7 separate regions of the Mus musculus genome follow, and regions 1, 2, 3, 5, 6 and 7 are each linked to region 4. A link is a contact called in public HiCAR-type, HiChIP or PLAC-seq and promoter capture Hi-C data. All regions are on one chromosome and are shown on one strand. The core of a region is the stretch at or near the end of the contact, and the rest is flanking DNA. Distances in the headings are between cores, read along the strand shown.

What was found. Promoter capture Hi-C pulls out the DNA fragments that hold promoters and counts their contacts. HiCAR-type assays count read pairs that join an accessible place to other places. HiChIP or PLAC-seq counts read pairs in DNA pulled down with a chosen protein or histone mark.
Region 1: an H3K4me3 HiChIP or PLAC-seq map of embryonic forebrain shows a contact between it and region 4, with 9 times the contacts expected there. The contact joins the enhancer-like site here to the promoter of Castor2 in region 4. A contact is called at or near these places in 5 of 39 promoter capture datasets (embryonic stem cells, frontonasal cranial neural crest, liver and 2 more), 2 of 115 datasets of contacts at active chromatin or transcription factors (astrocytes and embryonic forebrain) and 1 of 9 other capture datasets (embryonic stem cells).
Region 2: a promoter capture Hi-C map of hippocampal neurons shows a contact between it and region 4, with 11 times the contacts expected there. The contact joins the enhancer-like site here to the promoter of Castor2 in region 4. A contact is called at or near these places in 8 of 39 promoter capture datasets (the C10 cell line, the HPC-7 cell line, cranial neural crest and 4 more) and 3 of 115 datasets of contacts at active chromatin or transcription factors (astrocytes, embryonic forebrain and stem cell-derived neural progenitor cells).
Region 3: a contact with region 4 is called in an H3K4me3 HiChIP or PLAC-seq map of embryonic forebrain, with 8 times the contacts expected there. The contact joins the enhancer-like site here to the promoter of Castor2 in region 4. A contact is called at or near these places in 5 of 39 promoter capture datasets (the C10 cell line, cranial neural crest, embryonic stem cells and 2 more) and 1 of 115 datasets of contacts at active chromatin or transcription factors (embryonic forebrain).
Region 5: a HiCAR-type map of astrocytes shows a contact between it and region 4, with 12 times the contacts expected there. The contact joins the enhancer-like site here to the promoter of Castor2 in region 4. A contact is called at or near these places in 7 of 39 promoter capture datasets (the C10 cell line, the HPC-7 cell line, cranial neural crest and 4 more), 5 of 115 datasets of contacts at active chromatin or transcription factors (astrocytes, embryonic forebrain, embryonic limb bud and 2 more) and 1 of 9 other capture datasets (embryonic tail).
Region 6: a contact with region 4 is called in an H3K4me3 HiChIP or PLAC-seq map of embryonic limb bud, with 9 times the contacts expected there. The contact joins the enhancer-like site here to the promoter of Castor2 in region 4. A contact is called at or near these places in 6 of 39 promoter capture datasets (the HPC-7 cell line, cranial neural crest, frontonasal cranial neural crest and 3 more) and 2 of 115 datasets of contacts at active chromatin or transcription factors (embryonic limb bud and kidney).
Region 7: a promoter capture Hi-C map of trophoblast stem cells shows a contact between it and region 4, with 10 times the contacts expected there. The contact joins the enhancer-like site here to the promoter of Castor2 in region 4. A contact is called at or near these places in 5 of 39 promoter capture datasets (cranial neural crest, embryonic stem cells, hippocampal neurons and 2 more) and 3 of 115 datasets of contacts at active chromatin or transcription factors (embryonic forebrain and embryonic stem cells).

Annotation. Positions count from the first base shown.
Region 1 is chr5:132,488,982-132,491,735 of GRCm38.p6, reverse strand. All of the region lies in intron 1 of Auts2 (autism susceptibility candidate 2), which reads left to right. Among named protein-coding and RNA genes, the nearest start is that of Auts2, 53 kb to the left of the region's middle. Within about 2 kb of position 1,300, at least 18 of the 459 cell types and tissues checked have an H3K27ac peak or open chromatin away from gene starts, as enhancers often do.
Region 2 is chr5:132,281,826-132,284,525 of GRCm38.p6, reverse strand. The region is part of intron 1 of Auts2 (autism susceptibility candidate 2); the gene reads left to right. Among named protein-coding and RNA genes, the nearest start is that of Auts2, 260 kb to the left of the region's middle. Within about 2 kb of position 1,340, at least 2 of the 459 cell types and tissues checked have an H3K27ac peak or open chromatin away from gene starts, as enhancers often do.
Region 3 is chr5:132,160,206-132,162,905 of GRCm38.p6, reverse strand. The region is part of intron 2 of Auts2 (autism susceptibility candidate 2); the gene reads left to right. Among named protein-coding and RNA genes, the nearest start is that of 4930563F08Rik, 280 kb to the right of the region's middle. Within about 2 kb of position 1,400, at least 41 of the 459 cell types and tissues checked have an H3K27ac peak or open chromatin away from gene starts, as enhancers often do. A contact at or near this core is called in embryonic forebrain, where this site is marked.
Region 4 is chr5:134,098,405-134,101,104 of GRCm38.p6, reverse strand. Castor2 (cytosolic arginine sensor for mTORC1 subunit 2) reads right to left here and starts at 1,357. Exons shown (of 9, transcript NM_030719.3): 1 at 954-1,357. The coding sequence starts at 1,066. Gm15627 (predicted gene 15627) reads left to right here and starts at 1,464. Exons shown (of 2, transcript NR_166664.1): 1 at 1,464-1,979; 2 at 2,340-2,693.
Region 5 is chr5:132,228,311-132,231,243 of GRCm38.p6, reverse strand. All of the region lies in intron 2 of Auts2 (autism susceptibility candidate 2), which reads left to right. Among named protein-coding and RNA genes, the nearest start is that of Auts2, 310 kb to the left of the region's middle. RefSeq lists an enhancer at 884-2,092. Within about 2 kb of position 1,338, at least 76 of the 459 cell types and tissues checked have an H3K27ac peak or open chromatin away from gene starts, as enhancers often do. A contact at or near this core is called in forebrain and stem cell-derived neural progenitor cells, where this site is marked.
Region 6 is chr5:132,193,960-132,196,752 of GRCm38.p6, reverse strand. The region is part of intron 2 of Auts2 (autism susceptibility candidate 2); the gene reads left to right. Among named protein-coding and RNA genes, the nearest start is that of 4930563F08Rik, 320 kb to the right of the region's middle. Within about 2 kb of position 1,537, at least 36 of the 459 cell types and tissues checked have an H3K27ac peak or open chromatin away from gene starts, as enhancers often do.
Region 7 is chr5:132,528,815-132,531,514 of GRCm38.p6, reverse strand. All of the region lies in intron 1 of Auts2 (autism susceptibility candidate 2), which reads left to right. Among named protein-coding and RNA genes, the nearest start is that of Auts2, 13 kb to the left of the region's middle. Within about 2 kb of position 1,279, at least 10 of the 459 cell types and tissues checked have an H3K27ac peak or open chromatin away from gene starts, as enhancers often do. A contact at or near this core is called in trophoblast stem cells, where this site is marked.

The DNA of each region.
Region 1 (2,754 bases), core at 51-2,550, 1.6 Mb after region 4:
GTGGGAAGAATGTGTGCTTATTTTGTATCTGTGACCTTTACTCCTGCAGTCCCTCTGACCTGAGACTCACCCTGCCTGCCACCTCCTCTTCCTCAGCCCCAGCTTTGTTCTTCTGGGCCTCATGTGCACACTCCCATAAAAAGGACCTCCTTGCTTCTTTCTGTCTCAGCTTAGAAATGATTTCAGCTAAGGATGTTCCAGGCTTGTTGGAGGATAAGAAGTGAATTAGAATAAGGAGGAAGAAAGGGATTTATTTAGGAGGCAGTTAGACAACTTATGTCTTCTCTTACAGTTTCAGGCACTTTGGAATTATATTTGATGTCAGCTTGTTGACCTCTGACTCCTCTTACCTGTTGTCTGTGCTTTCTTGCTGCTCTTCCTTCTAGCCCCCGCCTCCAGCCCCCATTACGTAGATACACACTCTTTGTACTGCCTTTTAATTCTTTTTATTAGAGCTGGAGAGATGGAAGGTTAAACGTGTACTGTTCTTGCAGAGGACCCAAGTTGGGTTCCCAGTACCTTTGTAGTGTGGCTCACAAAAGAGATCCAATGCTTTGGACCTCTCACGTGCGCACGCACGCTCACATACACACACACATGTACAAAATTTAAAAGATTTTGTGTGTGTGAGTGTAAGTTCTGGTGTACATGCCATGGTGTGGTTGTGGAGGTCCAAGGACAACATCCAGGAGTTGGTTTTCTCTACTGTGTGTGCCCTGAGGATTGAACTTCTGTCCTCAGACTAGCATGGCAAGCACTTTTCCTTGCTGAGCCATGTTGTTAGTCCTTTTAGAAGTCTTTTTGATTCGTTCTCATAACAGCAGCTCCTAATCATGGTTGTCTGCTTTGGGGCAGATGAAAACCCATCCTTTTTCCTGGTAGCACCCTGACATCCTGAAGGAAAAGGAGGGCTCAGATCCTTCTGCGTACCATACACATTCTGTTTACACTCACGTTTACAGGTGGCTATGGTAAGACCTGTAGTACTGAGTACTCGAAATGTGCTCAACACTGTGACAAGCACTTTACATAGAGTATTTCTTATTCCATCGCTCTCAATAAAGTTTATGAACTATCACTGTCTTTAGTCTATAGATGAGGAAGTTGATACTCAGAGAGTTTTAATAACATGCCATTATGTATGTAGCTTGAATCAAACAGCAGCAATCAAGATTCAAACCAGGCAGCCTGTGCCAGGGACCAGGTCCAATTGCTCAAGGAAAGGCTGTGAGCTTACAGCCAGAATAGCTGGCCTCATGGCAGCTTTCTAACTGGGAAAATTTCCCTCTTGCATCAACAGCCTAAAACACTTACTGTCTTCATATTTTCAGCTCTCTAAGAGGAGTGTTTTGGGTTGTTTTCCAGTGATGGAAACTGCATGATTTAAAGCACTAAAAAGAAAAAAAAAGTTAGGATTGAGCTTTAAGTTGCAACTCCCCTTTGACTGTACAGTGAAAGGAATAGGCCAGGAGTGCCCCGGCTTCAGGGGCATTGGTTAATTGGGAGAAGCTGTGTCTCTGAGGTTCATCTGTGTTCCAGTATTCGCAGTAGGTGAGTATCCAGAGGCAGCAAGCCTGTCTGTCCTCAGCAGTCCCATAGACAGGGCTCTCTCCAGCCCCCGCCCCGGTTGGCGCACCTGAGTAACAATGGGGAAGCTTGTTGACCATTTGGCATGCCACAGCCCAGTAATTAGAAACTGTAAAGCAGTAATACAGACATGAGGCAAATCCCCCAGTTCATGAAAATAAAAAAATCTGTGCTCCTGCTTTGTGGCTGAGTGGAAAATCACAACCGGCTGCTCAGACAGCAAAGCAAATACTTCAGGATTTTTGGCAGCTGTTTTGTACATATAAAAAGCTCTAGGCTCTATAGTCATTTAGAGGATGTCATATTTCCATAAAAACGGAAAACAATTGCCCCACTTCCTGGATGCATCCCCTCCCCAGTTTTCTGCAGTGAATCTCAAATTATGAATCCTAGACCAGCAGTAGTGTCAGCATCATCTGCAAACTGTGTTAGAATTTAGATTCTTGGTCGCTACCCAAGACCCTCTAAACCAGGTTCCTTATATGAGGCTGAGCAATTTATGTTTTAATAAATCCCCCTACCTACCTACCCCTCCCCTTCGGATGATGCTTATGCACTAAAGTTCGGGAAAACCTCGGAGCAGAGTGTCAAAGCTTTCTGCTGTGTCAGGAAGTGTGTGCGGTTGGCTGCGCCCTCACAGCCTCTGGGCTTACCTGGGCACTTGCTTAGGGGAAAAGACTTGAGCAGAGGCTTAGTTCTAGTCTTCTAGAAATGATTGTTTATTTCATTCCTTCTGGCTGTACTAGTGTAGTTAGCCTGGGCAGGTCCATAGGCTGTACTGGACAGAGGAGGAGGGCCCTGGGACAAAACCAAGAGCTTTGGCAAAACCACTGGTGTGACATGTTCATTATTCTGAACTGTCATGGACTTTAGGCAGGGTGTCAACTCTTCTGTATTCCTAGCACGTTGGAGGTGGAGGCAGGAGAATTGTTGACTCAAGGTCAGTTTGGGCTACATGGTGGGTTTGAGGTTGGCCTCGGCTGTATGAGGACTTGTTCCTACCTACCCCTCCAAAAGAATCCAACACAGGTAGTGAGTTAGTTACTAAGTGCTTACTGTATATAGGTGTACATACATGTTAGTGAAATATTATTCTAGCTAGCCCATATAAAAGATTCAAAAACCTGGTATTTTATTTACAAGCTGAAAGCCTAGCTTGGGCAGATT
Region 2 (2,700 bases), core at 91-2,590, 1.8 Mb after region 4:
GCTGGCCTCGAACTCAGAAATCCACCTGCCTCTGCCTCCCGAGTGCTGGGATTAAAAGCATGTGCCACCATGCCCGACTTCCCATTTTCCTTAGTTGCTTTTGTCAGAGATTTTGTTACAGCAAAAGGAGACAAAACTAGGACAGGTTTCCTTGTTTTTTTCTTAAATTTTAAGTATAAATTTAAATACTTGATTTCTGCAGTGCTGCTGTTGAAAACTTAGCACCTCTTGCAAGTTAGTTCAGCTCCACTTGCCCACCCTCATATGTACACATTCAATCAATACTATTCTTTTAGGATGGGATGTGTCCGGAAAGACTGGTAGAAGGGACCTTTCTTTTCCTTTTCTTTCTTTTTCCTTGTTTGCCATGATTTTCTGCACAAATGGTTGGCTAATATATATAAAAAAATGAGAATACTCATTCAAAAGATGTGTTAGGATTCCTTGGGCCTCTTTTCTGCCTTCAAAACCAGGTCCTGGGGCCTGGAGAGCCTCAGCTGTTAAAAACATGCAGTACAGGGTCACTAGGAGTCCAGGTCATTCTCAGCTACTCAGTCAGCTTAAGGTCACGTGGGGCTATTACAGGCCTTGTCTCCAAAAACAAGTGAGCATGAGTCAATGTTAATTCGATATGCAAATTGGGCAGCAAAGATTGCCAGGCAGTCTTTAGCTCAAGTATTTCCTCTACTTTTGCAAGTACTCTGGTTTCTCTTTCAACTTCACTTACCAAAGAAAGCTGAAAGATAACGTCATTAAAGATGTAAAAGATCCTCTTTAAAGGAATGGTCAAGTCTTTCTGAATGTGGGGCCCTGGGTAGATGCACAGATTGTATACATTCTCTGACCTTAATAGACAAGGAGGCATAGCCCAGGCGTAATGGTCTGCCCTTGTCTTTACACTGAGGAAGGCAGGGTAACCTATTATTTCCTGCGTTGGAAGTTAAGGCTTCCAAAGCGTGAGATTCTAGAGGATCCATCGAGGTTGCCTTTCCACAGTTCAGACATTTTCTTTCACCACTTTCTCCTCCATGTTATATTGGTCCGAGTCCTTGGCAGAGCAGTGTCAATGGCTACATCTGAATGTGAACCTGAATTCTATTCTAAGTGCTAAAATTAAGACAACATTGCTGTGTTTGGTTTCTAATGCTTTTAGGATGTGATACCTAAGACAGCATTTAAAAGTAAGCTTTAACATTTTATGTTAGTCACTTTCCCTCCTTGATTATTCAATCAAGTTAAGTATGGTTAACATACAGAATCCTTCGCAGCTTCCGAGCAGTTGGTAGCAGGTGGAACTTGGAGAAGGTGCAGCCCAGTGAGTGTAGAGCTCTCAGAGGACCAAGAAGTTGACTTTCCACACTCAGAGTGACTCTTGATAAAATCTGAATTGTAAGAAGGCCTTCCCTGTGCTAATGAAGAGGCTAACCCCTGCTAATACTTTGAAGAGAAAAGATAATGTTCTAGGATTTATAAGATCAGAGAAGTAGCTTAATGGAGCTCTGTACTTAACAGATCTTTTTGGTTCTGAAATTGGGCTAATTTCAGGCTGGCATCTGGGATTAGCAGCTTGTACACTGGGGAATTTCATCACTTTACCCATGAGTTCCCAACCCTGATGACACAGCTGAGGAACATTAGAAAGTAGGACCCCCTGGAGGTCGAGTTGTACTGTGTTCATAGTGTTTCTGCTTTGGATTTTTTTGAACTTTCTCAGGAGATTTCATTAGTAACCAAGGTTGAAGCTATTGACTTAACATAGCTAAATATTGTTTTCTACGATAGAAGGGGCTGCAGGGATTAGGAGACTGTTGAGGAGATGAGGGGGCTGAGGAGACGGGTCATTAGCAAGAGTGATTGTTCTGCAGCCATGAAATTATGAATATGGACCACCAGCACTCATGTAGAAAACTGAGCCTGGCTGTGTGTGCCTGAAACCACAACACTGGGGCAATGAAGACTTGCCAACCAGGCTAGCTGAAACAGACAAACTTCTGGTTCCCTGAGAGATGCTGGCTTGAGGCATTAAGCAGAGAATGTTAGAGGAAAACACTGATTCTTCTTCTGGACTTTACATCTGCACCTGTGTTTATGTGTGTATATGCAGCACATCCACAGAATAACAATAGGGAATTAGAATTTTTAGACTATAGTGTTTGAGGATGATTTTGGCAGTTGGACACAATACCTGGGCAGTCGAAAGCATGCAGATTATCAGGGCTGCTCTCTGAGCTTCGTTTCTGTACTGTGACAAACTACCCTGACAATAACCAACCTATCAGTGAAGCTGTTTCAGTCACAGATTCCTGGTTGCATAGCATCATTAAGAACTTACAAAGCAGCTGGGCACATCCGTATTCAGGGGCAGAGAGAAATGAATGATCGTGTGTAGGGTATTACTCATCTGGCCTTCCCTTCCCTTCCCTTCTCTTTTATTTTCTTTTTTAAATTAGTTTTTTGCTTATTTGTTTTATCGTCTCTTTTGTGTTGCTTATGCTTTTATAGCATTCAGGGCCCAGCATATATAGTGCTAAGCCACAGTCAGTGTACCTTTTCCTACCTCATTTAATCTAATGAAGAAAAATCCCTTCCAGGCCTGCCTGTGGGATAACCTGATCTAGACAGTCCTTTCTTGAGACTTATACCCAGGAGACTTAACGGTTGTGTGAAGTTCACAATTGAGTCCAAGACTACAGCTGCTGT
Region 3 (2,700 bases), core at 151-2,650, 1.9 Mb after region 4:
TGGTCTCATTTCAGTTTATTTCAGTTAGTTCACCTATAAACTCTGTAATGGACTTAGTCTGCTTTATAGAAGAGGAAACTGAAACTGAGTTAGGACAATAAAGTCCAATGTTGTGTATCAAATTGGAGTTTTTCTCAGAAGCACATTTGAATGTTGAATCTATTGTAAAGATTATTTTGTTTGTTTGTGGAACATTGATTGAGCATCTGTCTTAAGGCTCTGGTTTCCAGTTTCACATTGTCTTACTTATAACGTGAGGCATGTTTAAAGTACTTTTTATTTTATGTGTAGTATAAGTTCATTGTCTCCAACTCAAAATGTAATTGTCGTGTCGAATAGTCATGACCAGTAGATGGTAAAAGGATCTGTCAGACTGCATTCCTGGTACTGGTTCTCCTGTGAAGATCTAGAAGGTGCTATCTTCTGAAGCTGCTCACTTAGAGTCAGGGTGGATCCACTTCTAAGCAGAGAAATTACTTAGCACTGCACACAACCATCCCTGGGACAAAGCATTTTGAAAAACTGGAGGGTAACCCGCTTGGCTCCTCGGAGTTGAGCTCGCCTGATAAAGGAGAGGCCTGGATACCAGCTGTGCACACTCAGGACGGGACTGTGGCTGTTGGAGCCTGAAACAGTGAGATTCTGAAATGTGACCTGTGGTGTCCAATACAATTTAAAGGTTTTTACTTTGTAATTTTAGTATATTTTATGTGCATGTGGCACAGTTGTTGCTGAATTGGTTTTATGTGTTCGGCAGATGGGACCACTCTAAATCAGAATATTTTATTAACATCAGATGGTAAGTCTTTTGAAATTCTGCCTTTGGGCCATGCAGCCTGTATATACCATTACCTGTGTTCTGACTTCAGAAGCTAGAGTCTAAAATGGAAGCACGTGAGCGCTTTGGTTAGCAGTCGCTGCAGTCATTGAAGAAGCCTGGCCTACCTTTCTCTGCAGTCTCTTGGTTTATGGAGTGTTCTTGCCCCACAACACTGCCCACTGTCAGTAGTTGTGTTAATTATTCCTCTGTTCCTTAGTTGGATTCAAGCCCAATTGTAGTTTAACTTAACAAATGACAGGAAGCAGAACACGTGGTACATTTTTTTCTTGAAAGTTTCACAGAGGCTCATATTGGTGCTATTTGTATGCCTCCCTCCCCCCAGTGTGTCTTTAAATTCATTCCACATTGCCTGTGAGAGAAAGGCGGAGGGAGAGAAGACTGTTTGATAGAGAGTGCTCGAAGGAAGAAAGACAAGCTTTCAGATGTTGTCTGAACAAAGCTCTGGGATGTGAAGACGGCAGCATCTGGGGGTTTTCAAACACTGCAGTTCTGCTGCCTGCTTCCTTTGCTGTCAGAGGAGCAAGAAGCTGCTTCCTGTCATTTCCCATCTTGTCACTTCCAGGCCCAACATCTTGCTGCTTCTTACACCAGCTGTTGTTGTGTTCTTCCTGCTCCACAGACAGATGGTACCAGAGCTCCTTCCATGATCTTTCCCACCCAACCCTCCAACACGCCCTCTCCTGCCTTGTCTGAGTCTAAAGAAATCTGCTGTGTGCTACCTTCATAGAGCAAGTGTGTGGCTCTGCTATTCACCCAGCCTTGCTTAAGGATTTCAGAGATGATGGGAGGGAGGGTAGGGAAACTTCTGGGGACACTGTGATGACAAACCTGTACATCATGTCCAGTGTGAGGTGCCTCACAAAAGTCCATCTTCAGGAACATCTTCATTTTTTTTTCTGAAGTTCTACTCAAAACATGGCTGTGAGTTTTAGAGATTTTTTTTTTCCTTAAGGGCTTGTTTTTTCTTATCCTTCCACTTTTGAATCCAAGGTAGGAGTTTTCCTGATAATCTTGGCTTAGGTACTGTCATTTCACAGAGCAAGCTGTGCAGTGTTAATGGCTCATTTTAAATTATTTTGAGACCATCTCATATAACCCAGGCCACCTTTAAATTTCATATTATAGTCAAGACTGGGTGCAATAGTATTTATATTACTTAATTTATATCTTTACATTTTTACATTTACTTATTGTTTTTAAATATTTTTTGAAATAATATTTATGTGTATTTGTCTTTGAGGGGATATGTAGCAAGACCCAAAAGAACAGCAGAGAGCTAGAGTTAAAGGCATTCACTAACTGCCTAATTTAGATGCTGAGAACCAAACTCAGTCCTCTGCAAAAATAGCAAGTGCCATTAACTGCTGAATTCTATCTCTAAACCCTCCATCCATCCATCCATCCGTCAATCCATCCATCATCCATCCATCGTGTGTATGCATGTGTATCATGTGTGCACATTTGCATGTAAGTACTACAGCATTGCATGTGGAAGTCCAAGAGCTGTTTGCAGAAGTTAGTTTGTTTCCTACTATGTGGGTTCCGGCATCAGGCTCATGTTATCAGGCTAGAAGGTAAGCACCTTTATCTCTTGAGCCACCTTAGCAGTCCTGTGGCCCCGTGGCCTTAAGAATTCTGATCATCCTACCTTGGCTCCCAAGTGAAGGTTGGCATTGCAGGCTTGTGCTACCACACCCATTTTCCCTGGGACTAAACCCAGACAAGCACTGGATCAACCGAGACAGGTCCCTAACTGGTTAATTGCTTAGTTTACACGCACTATTTCATATAGCTATACTGGGTTCCTAGGTGAGGATAGGAATTTAGAAGTTATATTGGAATGTTTCCTCCACCTAGGG
Region 4 (2,700 bases), core at 108-2,607:
GAGTCAATGGTAGCTTGCTCCAATTCCCACTGCATAAGGGGAAATGGGCAATGAAAAGAAAAGGTAGTCTGACTAATCTAACAGGAGTTTATGAAGTCAAACACATCCAGCAACGGGAAAAAAAAAAAATCTAAGATTAAAAAAAAATATTTTTTTTCTTCTTTTTCTTCTTACCTCCCAAGGCCTTCCACTATTTTTCTCCCCCTGGAACATCCAAGCCCAGGTTCCAGGCAGATCCATCAACACGTCTGCTCCTCCCCTTCCATGGTTCAAAATCCCCCCCCCCCCCCACTTCGCTGGACCCCCAAAGAGAAAAGAAATCAGCGACCCTGGCCCTGCTGCCCCTCCCCCGCTGCCTGCACCTCTTCTCCCCTCGCAGGCACCTGGAGATAAACATCTACTAATGATTTTATGATATTTCTGTTCTGGGGTAGACCGACCTCAGCGCCATCCCTCCCCGCTTGCCAATGGCTACAGGGGGGCCGGCCCAACTGGGAGGAGGGTAGTGGTGGTGGTGGTGGTGGTGGATGGATGGGGGGATGGGGCGTGTTTAGTTTGTAAATTTCCTCCTCCAGATCCCCACACCTGTTTTTCATTCATTCATTCGTTCATTCATTCATTCACGGATGCATCATAGAGGCCATTTAGGGAGGTTACTCGGGATCTCGGGGAAGGGACTGAGACGGGAGGGGGGGGTGTTGGGTGTTGGTGGCAGCAGTTGGAGGCGCAGTGGGGTGGGGGCTTCTGGGTGGAGGGGACCCCCACTAGAGAGCACAGGGGTGGCTTTGTCCGATGCAGGAGAATGGCAGAGATTAGGGGGGGATGAAGTTGTTTTGCACTGCGTCCCCCCGGGGTGCGCCTCTTTGTCTGTCCCGGGGCTGGTACCATGAGCCCCCCCCGACACCCCCCCCCCCCGTCAGCCATCCCCTCGCCCCTTACTCTCTTTCTCTCACCTGGTCTTGGAAGACAGGAAGGCAAGTTTGATGAGGCCGTAGGTGAAGAGCGGGATACTCTCCTTGGCGACGCTGGCAACTTGCAGCCGGTGTTCCAGAATGTGCAGTTCCATCGTCCGCCCAGGGCTCCTCCACGGCGGATCATCCGCGGTGGCCCGAGTTGGGGGGGGGGGGACGGGGACGAGCCGCGGCCCCCGCCCCCTGTGCGCCCCAAGCCGTGGGGCAACCGGCCCAGGGAAGGGGGCCCGGAGCTCGATGCCGGGTTGATTCGTACTCGAGCCAGAAAAAGGAAGCTTGGCAAGTTGCAAAAAAAGGAGGCCTGGGGAGGACCTGCGGGGTGCAGCAAGCTACGGGGTGGACAAGCAAACAGCGCCCGGCTGAGCGCGGCGCCCGGCGCAGCAGCAGCTGGTGTTCGCTGTAACAAACAACTTGCCACTCAAACGCCGGGCCCGTGATGCGCAGGCGCCAGCCGGGAGGCCACGCAATGCCAATCGGGATTTGTAGTCCGCGCGCGCGCTTTTACGCGGCCCTCCCCCCAACCCCCCGGACTACTCCAGCTTGCTGATGTCAAGCCAGGGGGGCTGGGCTGCTGCGCCACGGTGCCCTGGGAATGCAAGATTTCGGGGTTCCCCAGGGACACAGAGGAACCCGATGGGACATATAGGGAATTTGGAGCGGATTTAAGCTTAGATGCATGCTCTTTAATCGCTCAAACTCAGGATTAGGTACTTTCTTTGGGGTGTCAATCGAGAACCCCTTTCCTCAACAAGCAACTCCAGCGTTGGAAAAGGCCTGATCCTGCCAGAGGAGAGATTTAGAGGAATCGGTGATTGTCGTTCAGGGAAGGAAAGCAAAAGAAGAGTTGGGTTAGATAGAGAAGGGTGCCGGCTTCCTTGGAAAAGGGTGCTGGGGGCTGAATGAGAGCACGCAGGCAGGGGGAGGGGGGCGCTCAGAGGGAGAGCTGCGCGGCCTTCCAGGCAGAAGGAACACCGTGTCCAAACGCACAGAAGCGTGAAAGCCCCCACGGTACTGTGTTTGGCTTTGTTGCTGCGGAAAATGTGAGGGAGGATAGAGATAAGGCAGGCACGGGAACCAGGACCCGGGTCTCCGGGATCATGGGTGCAAAGCTGCTGAAGTAACTGTGGATCTGGGAGGGTGGAGGGGTAAGGGGGAGCGGGAGGGGGTTACCGGGGTGAGGTGGAGAGCGGAACTGAATCTGAATGAGAGTTATCCTTAGTGTTTCTAACCCCAGGCTTGAGTGCTGTATGGGGGACCTGTTTAGCAAATATTCTGCCCGCCCCTCCCGCCCCTCTCCCTTTCATGGCTGACTAGGTTTTGAAATCCTCTAGGTTAAAGTTACTGACTAGTGCTTTTGCCCTTTGGCAGAGTGCTTTGACGTTGTGGTGGGTCAAGTCTACCTGACGAGGCGAACAGGGAACTCTTCGGGGAGAAAATCCTGCCTGTCAATCTCATATTCTCAGTTCCCTTCTATCAGATGGGGGCTTATTGTGCTGCCTCATACCCACTAAAGGGCGTGAAACCCAGAATTCTCACTATGTCTTTTAATGTAGTTAAAGATTGGGCCTTCGAGATGGCTCAGTGGGTAAAGACGCTGCCAAGTTTGCTGACCTGAGTTCGATCTTCTGGACCTTGGAAGGAGAGAATGGAACCCTGCAGGTTGTTCCTCTGATTTGTACATGCGTGCACACACGTAATTTCAATAAATAACTGATAGCTCTATTTTTCT
Region 5 (2,933 bases), core at 89-2,588, 1.9 Mb after region 4:
AAAGGAAAATTATACCAAATTCTAAAATGTAAGTTTTTAAAGCAGCGGTCACCTTGTTTGACTTGTGCTTATTTTTGGATGAGCATAGGAACTTTGGACAGAGTGGGAATATTTGAGCATGGCGCTAGGGGTGCTGTTAGTGTTAACAGGCTGTGTACTCACCAAGTGAACATAGGTTTCCAAGTTCCTTTGGGTTATTTATGCATTTTGGTTCAGTCTAAAGGTTATTTAAAATTTTTGTACTTTAAATGCAAAATTTTATATAGTAGTACTTCTCTAGAATATTATGCATAGTTGTTGACGTAATGGCTTGGGTAGGCACAGATAGCTGGTATGTGAAGAATAAATTACCACATCAAAGCCTGTGTGCTTTAGAGGGAGGAGTGAGTACATTGGTAGGTATAGAAGATTACCTTTATTACACGGAAAATTTCAGTGTTTATATAAACTTTTGTGGGTTTAGCATATTTGTAGACATAAAGTGAGCCTTGGAGCCTTCAAACATGACCTTTTCATTTAGTAGCTGAGTGTCTTTGGCTTGGTTTTTCTTTTTCTTTTAATTCTTTTCCTGGATTTTTGAATCACCTGAATTAATACCTTGCCTTTATTGTCTTTATGTATTCACGTAAACTGAAAACCCCAAACTGAGTGGGTTGTTGTTATTGTTTGTTTGTTTTAAGTTTTTAAGTATGTTTTGTTTTGTTTTGTTTTAAAGTTTTGTTGTGTATGCTTAGCTGGCCTGCCACTCCCATCTACAATGCTGTTAACTCTCCACAGTCCTGCGTTAGCCTTTGGAATTGGTGCTGGAGACATGAGCATGAGCCCACTCCAGGCTTCAGGTTTCTGTTTGGTCACCAAAGCTTTTCTGTGTCTAGAAGACGAAGGTGAATTACTGTTTCTGTCCTGAAGTGAACCTCACACAGCCTTGTTGATGTTAGTGGGAATGCTAATATCTTTTCTAAAGTTCTTCTGGAGTGTTCCTCTGGCTCTATACTAAAAGGACTGTAATCTTTAGAAATTGAGTTCCTGCAGGGAGGCTGACAGCTCAGCAGATGGTGGGAGATTTTAGGGTGTTGTGTTTGTTATCGCTCATGTAGAGCCGACACAGACTCCAAACCCGAGTCTGTATTTCTCTTGGAGCAGACATTAACCTCTTTTTCCAGGCCGAGACAGTGAAGTGTATCAGTTTTGGTAGCCTGGGTTATAAGAAACCTAAATTAGTTTGAAGTGGAATTATCCTGTTGAAAGGGCAGTTGAAAGCCCTTGACACTGGACAGAGGATTGTCTAGTGTCTAATCTTGGCTCAGAACGCAGCAGACATAATGAGAGTCATTATGAACTGGTGATCTCTCACCCCTCCCCTCAGCAGACCGCATTAGACTTGCAAAAACAGAGAGCACTGTGTGTGCTTGGCCCTGTGCCTGCCCTGTGCCAGAGGAAGAAAGTCTACCTTGTTTGTGCTCCAACCAGATACCGATGTATCCTGTTACTGCTAGGCTGGGTTCTGAGTTCCTCTGTTCAAGCTCGTCTTGACAGATGCTGTCATGGCTGACCCTTAGCAAGACAAATGCAGCCACTTTGCAGGAGTTGGCTTCTACCCAGCTGTGCTTGCCAGTGTCCTGAAAGGACGTTCCTGTGTATTTACCTGTGGTCTATTACCCTCCATCACGATCTGAGCTACCTTCAGAATCTTGGCTGTATCTGAAAGCAATGTGTAGTTGTTTGTTCAAATAAATGCAGTCCCTGAACTTGACTTCCTGATCTTTCAATAACAGCTGTTGCTTAAATACATCCTGAGAATCTCCGGGAAGGTCTCCTGCTACAGAATCAGAACTTTGATAGCTGTGTATCATGGACTCTGGAAGCACCACAAAAAGAGACTCTCCACAGATGAATGTTGGGGGGTTTGCTCTGAATGTTAATCTTTGCCTAGGAGGAATGACAGTTTTGTTGTGTTGCAGCGGGTTGGGATGAAAGAAGACAAGTGGCTGGAAATGAGTGGGGTGAACTATGGTGAGAGCTTGCTTCTGAAGGGTGCTGGCAAAGAGGCTTCATTATGGTATTGAAAAACAGATGGGGGCTTCTTGAAGTCTGTGTAAGAGTGAGTGAGTATGGGTCTCCCTCTCCCTCTCCCTCTCCCTCTTCCTCTCCCTCTCCCTCCCCCCTCCCCTCCCCCTCCCTCTCCCCTCCCCTCCCCCCTCTCCCTCCCCCTGCCCCTCCCCCTCTCCCTCCCCCTCTCTCTGTGTGCTATGTGTGTTTAAAAATCATTCTGGCAGTTGTCTGGGGAAGGAATGGACACACACACACAAACACACACACATGCACACACACAGAGAGGTAGGGAGGGAGGGAGAGAGAGGGGGGGTGAGTGGTGCATTATTTTTTTCCTATCAAGCTCTTAGTAAGAGGCTGGTTTAGTAGAGAAAATAAAGTGGATAGGAAAAGATTTAGATATGTGGGTGTCTGTCAATAGAATTTAGCCAACACTTGTAAATTTAAAAGGTGCAAGAAGAAATAAATCAAAGTTAAGGAAAATGGGTATGTAGTTTTCATCTGAGATACAAGAAAGTACCTGTTGAAGAAGCACACATGGCTTTGTAGCTACATCATGACTCCATCAGTCTGGTGAACACGAGTTTAGAGTATCTTGCACTTGAGGTGTGAGTCAGTTGGTAAGGGCAAGTTTACATACATGAAATCTAACTTTGACTTTTAAGACATTGTACACTGTGTATGGGGATGTAAAGTGGTATTCCTAACACTTGGAATACGGAGGTTAGAAGTTCAAGGCTGTTTTTAGTTGTGTAATACATTCCAGGCCACCCTGTGCTACCTTGATGTACTTAGTAGAATACCACAATATAATGTAGATATTGATGAATATATTCAAGTATAGTTATTTTAACCCAGAGTTCAGACTTGAGATGTAGGTT
Region 6 (2,793 bases), core at 288-2,787, 1.9 Mb after region 4:
GAGCACATGTGTGTGAATGTATGCATATGTACATACCTGTGTTCATTAGCGTGCATGTGTGTGTATCTGTGTTCATGTGTTTGTGTGTGTGTGTGTGTGTATGTGTGTTTAGTTGTTGGAAAGATGGCTCAGGAGTTAAGAACACTTGCTGCTCTTTCAGATTGCAAAAATCTAGAATGACCTGGGGAGAAAGTTTCACCTGAGGAGTTAAGTAGATTGGGTTGGCCTGTGACCATACCAATGACGGATTGTCTTGATTGTTAGTTAATATAGGAGGGCTCAGCCCATTGTGGGCGCAGCCATTTCCTGGCAGTTTTTCCTTACTGTATAGGACAGGAGAAAGGCAGATGAAGTGAGTACCCTGATATTCCTTTCTCCCTGCCATTGATAGTGACTATATTGTTCCTAGCCTCTTGACTTTCTTCCTCAACCTCCCAGCGTGATGGACTGTAACCTGGATCTGCAAGCTGACTAAACCTCCTCCTCCCCTGAGACACCTTGGCCAAGGTGTTTAATCACAGCAACAGAAATGAAATTAGAACAGATCTTAATTATTTTGTTTTTAATAAATACATGGTTTTTTTTTTTTTTTTTTTGGGTTGTGGAGATGTAGGAAAAAATGTGTGTACCACCATACTTGAAGAATGCGTGTCATTGTTATTGTTACTACTTTGTGACAGCATCTCACTACATTGTTCAAGCTGGCCTCTGCTTGTTGATCAGGGTGGCCTCAAACTTGCAGTTGAGTGCTAGAGATACAGGCATGCACCACATCTGACTTTTTAAAAAATTGTTTCAAGAGTTACCATTTCCCCTGAATCTGAGTATATCTAGCTCATTGCTCATAGCATTCTGAGATCAGGTGCCTAACGCTTACATATGCTACGCCATGCTCACATATGATTTCACACACCCCATGTGCTTATTCTTACAGAATGCTATTTCATAATTTCCCTTAAAAACTTGGCAAATTTTAAATGATAGGAATATAACAAATCCCAAGATACTTTTTTTTTCGACTCTTAAAAAAATGTTACCTGCAAACTGGCAGCCGTTTTTCCCAAGCTCATAATATTTCTAGAAGAATATCAATAGCTATATCAGTGGCTAGAAGAAGTAGAAAGAAAGACTTTTCTGAAGGCCTTAAAGTGGAGTCTGAGTCACTTTGTAAGAGCTACTGAGACTAGGCTGTGTTAATGTGGAGGAGTCTTCCATAGCCAAGGGGTAAGTTCTTACTATGGCCATGATGGAGTTAAAGCGGAGACAGAGCCTCTTCCCCACACTGGGGCTCTGTCAGAATAATGTTTGGCCAGGTGTTAATCTGTGTCCCGAGGGGAGGGCTGGAGATCATTATTCATCCCTGGAGAGGCAGGAGGGGAAGCTGAGGCTTGCCTTCTGGGAGGGTGCCAGGCCAGGGCCTGCCCCTTGCTTACTGACATGTGCCATTTGCGATGAAGACAGCTGAAGTCCATTTGAGGAATTCTGCTGTCAGCCAGCCAAGAGAGAAACTCAGAGGGAGAGGCGGGCAGCTTGGCAAAGCAGTCTGGAGTGCAGTTTCCGGAGCAAGATCAGTCAGTGCTGTGGGCACTGGGGAAGGTGTGTGGGGATATAAAGAGTTAGAGGACCAGTCTGGAAACAGTGCATTTTCCTGTTTACCTCCTCTGGCTCCTCCTCCTCTCCGTCTATCTCCATCCCTTGCAAGCTTGGAGTCTGAAAGAATCCTTTGTGGACGCTGCTGCACAGTGGGCTTTTTTCCTTCCCTTTTTCCTCCCCTGACTCTTTCTGCTCTGAGGGCAGGAGGTGAGAGGATGATCAAGTCAAGCTGGTTCTACGTTAAGTTCAAGTACACAGACAAGGTAAGTCTGTATGTTTTCTTTTCCCAAGGGAAGCCTGCTTCTTCTCCCTGAGGTCTCTGGTTGACAGGTCTCCGAGGGACTCTGAAAGCAGAGGAGCCCAGGAGTGTTAAATGTGAATGTGTTTTCTCTGGCTTTAGGATTCCTGGGTGAAACCTGAGTTTTAGAGCTTTGAGTCTGACTTTATCGTGAACCAAGGGGAAGGTGCCTTCCCTGTGCTTGAGAGGAAACGATCTTTGAAGAGGAACAATAATGAAGCTGCTGTAGCAGGGGCCGCTGGTTGCAGCTAGAGGCTGAATAGAGAGCTGGGGTATTTGTTCCCACACTGGTTACATTTGGTTCTGAAACAACTGATCACCCTCCTTACTTATAGCTTGCTTTAATCAGAAGTTAGATTTTTTGTTCTCTTTTGTTGACTGTAGTCTTCATGTGTAGATCAACTTTACAAGGTGGCTTGGGTGTTGAAATGATCTACAACATGTGTTCTGGTAATACAAGAGACCATTACTTTACTCTTTCCTCAGGCATGACGTTTTAGGGAACAAATACCTTTTGGTTGTATCTGAAGTGTTGTTATTAGAACTGTTGTCTTTCCTTCCTGTAACATACTGTTACCAGTGGTTAGGGTGGAAGTGAGTACCTGCGTTAGCATGTATTCCCTGTATACAGTGATAGAATTGTTAATAAAGACAGCTTTATTCACCTCTAGCGTGGACTTTGTACATACTCCTCCCAACCCCCATGTGTCCTCACTCGCCTGGGACCGCCTGCCATGGTTTTGACTCTGGGTTTTCTATATTACTTACTCTTTTAGGAACTGGCAAAATTAGAAATGAGGTTTTTATGTAAATTTGATCATCCTTCCTTCTTGGAATTTTCATTCATTTGCTTGTTCAAAACATGGGCATACCAATTGTACAATTAAGCTCTGATGGGGGTA
Region 7 (2,700 bases), core at 30-2,529, 1.6 Mb after region 4:
CTTGGATATAAGAGATTATTGTGACCTACTTAACATTTTTAAATTTTTTGAGTGGGGATTAAGTTATTTTCTTCAGAATGGTAACCTGGGGAAATTTAGAGCAATTTCATCAATACTGATAGCAGAATATATGCAACAGAGGAACTTTGGCCTGTATTTGAGATGAATGAATATTCAAACTTCCTTCTGAAGGACTCAAAATACAAGATTCACATAATTGTGTTGGCTAAGGCATTTGTCTGTTGATTGCTGAATGAGGAAATTTGTCATGCATGTATGTTTATAACCATTCATATAATGGAAAGTTTTTCGTGGGATTGTAATAACATATCAAGATGGATGTAATTAAAACAGAAGCAGATTGACACCCTGAATTAAATGCAAACCAGAATCCAGGATACCTGTGCTTTGCGCCTTTCGTATTTGCTGCAGGGGCAGTCAGCCAGATATGCAAATAAAAAGACATTGATGAATCTCTCTGGGTGTGTATGTGGTTGCAGAGAGCCCAACTATTTTATTAATCTTTTACCAACCATTGTTTAGATTTGCAGCAATGATGGAATGTATTAATTTGGCAGACCAAATAGGCTAGGACCAGAAAGTAGGAAATAATCAGAGGAAGACATGATTGATAGGTTGTCCCATAAATAACACATGCGACTGACAAAGGGGCTGAGTAATCTTTAGATCTGTGCTTAATGTCATTAATGGAGCTGTTAAACCAGGATGTTTGAGTTTGAACTTCAATCAGAGAGGCCTTGCCTCCCATTTAAAATGTAGACCTATCTCTGGGTATGCTCCCTGGGCTGATCTGTTGACAAAGTTGGTATAAATCGAATTTTTGTAAATTGGATCAGATGTCGGGGGAATCTTGCTGTGAAAAATGAGTCCTTTTTACCAAGCATAGTACTCCTCTCTGCAGGGAAGTTGGGATTTTGGTAGTCATGTGTTCTAGTTTTATTTCTGTTGCTGTGATGAAATACCCTGTCCAAAAACAACTTAGGGGACTGGAGAGATGGCTCAGCCGTTAAAGGCTAGGCTCACAACCAAAATGTCAAAGAGCAGTTTAGAGGAGGAAAGGATTTACTTAGCTTACAATTCTAGGTTACAGTCTATCATCACTGGAGTCACAGTGGCATGAGTTTCAGAGAGCCAGTCATTCCACGTTGACAACCAAGCAGGGAGAAACAGTTGCATGCATGCTACATGCTTGCTGTTGCCCAGCTAGCTTTCTTTACTCTCTCTATTTAGGACTCCTAGCCTAGGGAATGAATGATGTCACCTACATTCTTCCTACAGTCCACCCGGATGTAGATAGATTTTCAGTCCAGGAAACGGGAGGCAAGTGCTCTTCTCAGCTGATTCTAGCCTGGGGCAAGTTAGTTGATTGTTGCAAACTAACTGTGAGGAGCTGAAGAGGTTGCTCAGTGGTTAAGAGCGATTACTGCTCTTGAAAGAGTCAGAGCTCAGTTCCCAGTACTTGTTGTACAGCTTATAAGGGCTGCAGCTGCAGTTCTGTGATCTCTGAAAGTACCTGTGCACACATGGACATACCCAGACACATAGACCCATTTAAAAGTAATAAAAAGGAATCTTAAAAGAACAAACAGCAAAATAACTAGCCAACAAGTCCTGTTTGGTGGGCATGGCTTTCTGTGCTTCGTATCTCCAATCTTCATGTGTTCCCTGGAAGGAAATGACTGTGAGAATTTCATGTTTCTCAGGTTTCTCACCTTACTTAGTCTTGGTACTTCTGGCATTAATTGACGGTGGTTGGACTAAGCTCTTGTCTTTCAGATCTCAGAGCTTGGTTTTCAGGTGCACACCGAGGAGGGCTTGTGGCTATGAATATGGAATATGATTTCCATACCTGCTCCATTGGGGAGTCCAGGCATGTCATAACCACTTCAGAGTCAGGATTGTACAGAGACACCCTAGCTGTAATTTTTCTATATGACAGTTCAGTTTTAAAATTGTAAGGGTGCCAAAAGCTGTATTGTTATTAGGAACGCCGAGGACATCTGTTACATCTTGTTAAACAGGGGAGGAAAACGCTCTAATCAAAACGTCTAATTATGCCCTCTCAACTGAAAGAAATATCCTTTACTGAATTTTTGGGCTCAGTCTAGATGGAAGAAACTGGCCTCTAGAAGAACAGGGATCTAAATTTACTTTATTAAGAAAAATTACCCTTAACTGAGGTGACTTAAGGGCTTCATTTTATCAATTTGCTTTTTACCCTGTGTGTCAAGGAAGGTATTTTCAGAAATCATCTACACTAGCATGAAGCTCTTGTTTTTCTTCTCCCTCTCTCTCCCCAAAGCACAGGAGGCCCCCCAGAGGGAGTTTTTATTTCCAGATGTGGGCCTCAGAGGATATGTGGTAGCTGAGAGCTACCTGGGGGAGGGAGCAAATGGTAATTGCAGGTGAGAGGCAAGGGGATAATTCAGCCAGAGCCCTGGGAGGTGAGATTTCACACCTGGGTGTTGAAACCTGCTCAGTCAGACAGTTGGTTGTTTAATTTAAAAACGTTTCATTAGTCTAACACTGAGACGGTCCAGATTGTTCTAGGTGACCTCCTGTGCAAGGAAAACAGTGGTTTTAAAATAGTGCCGCTTACCATGTTCCCATGTTTGAAAGTTGTCTTACGTAATATCGCAGAGTATCAAGATACATCTCCTTTGACCATTAGTTAGATAA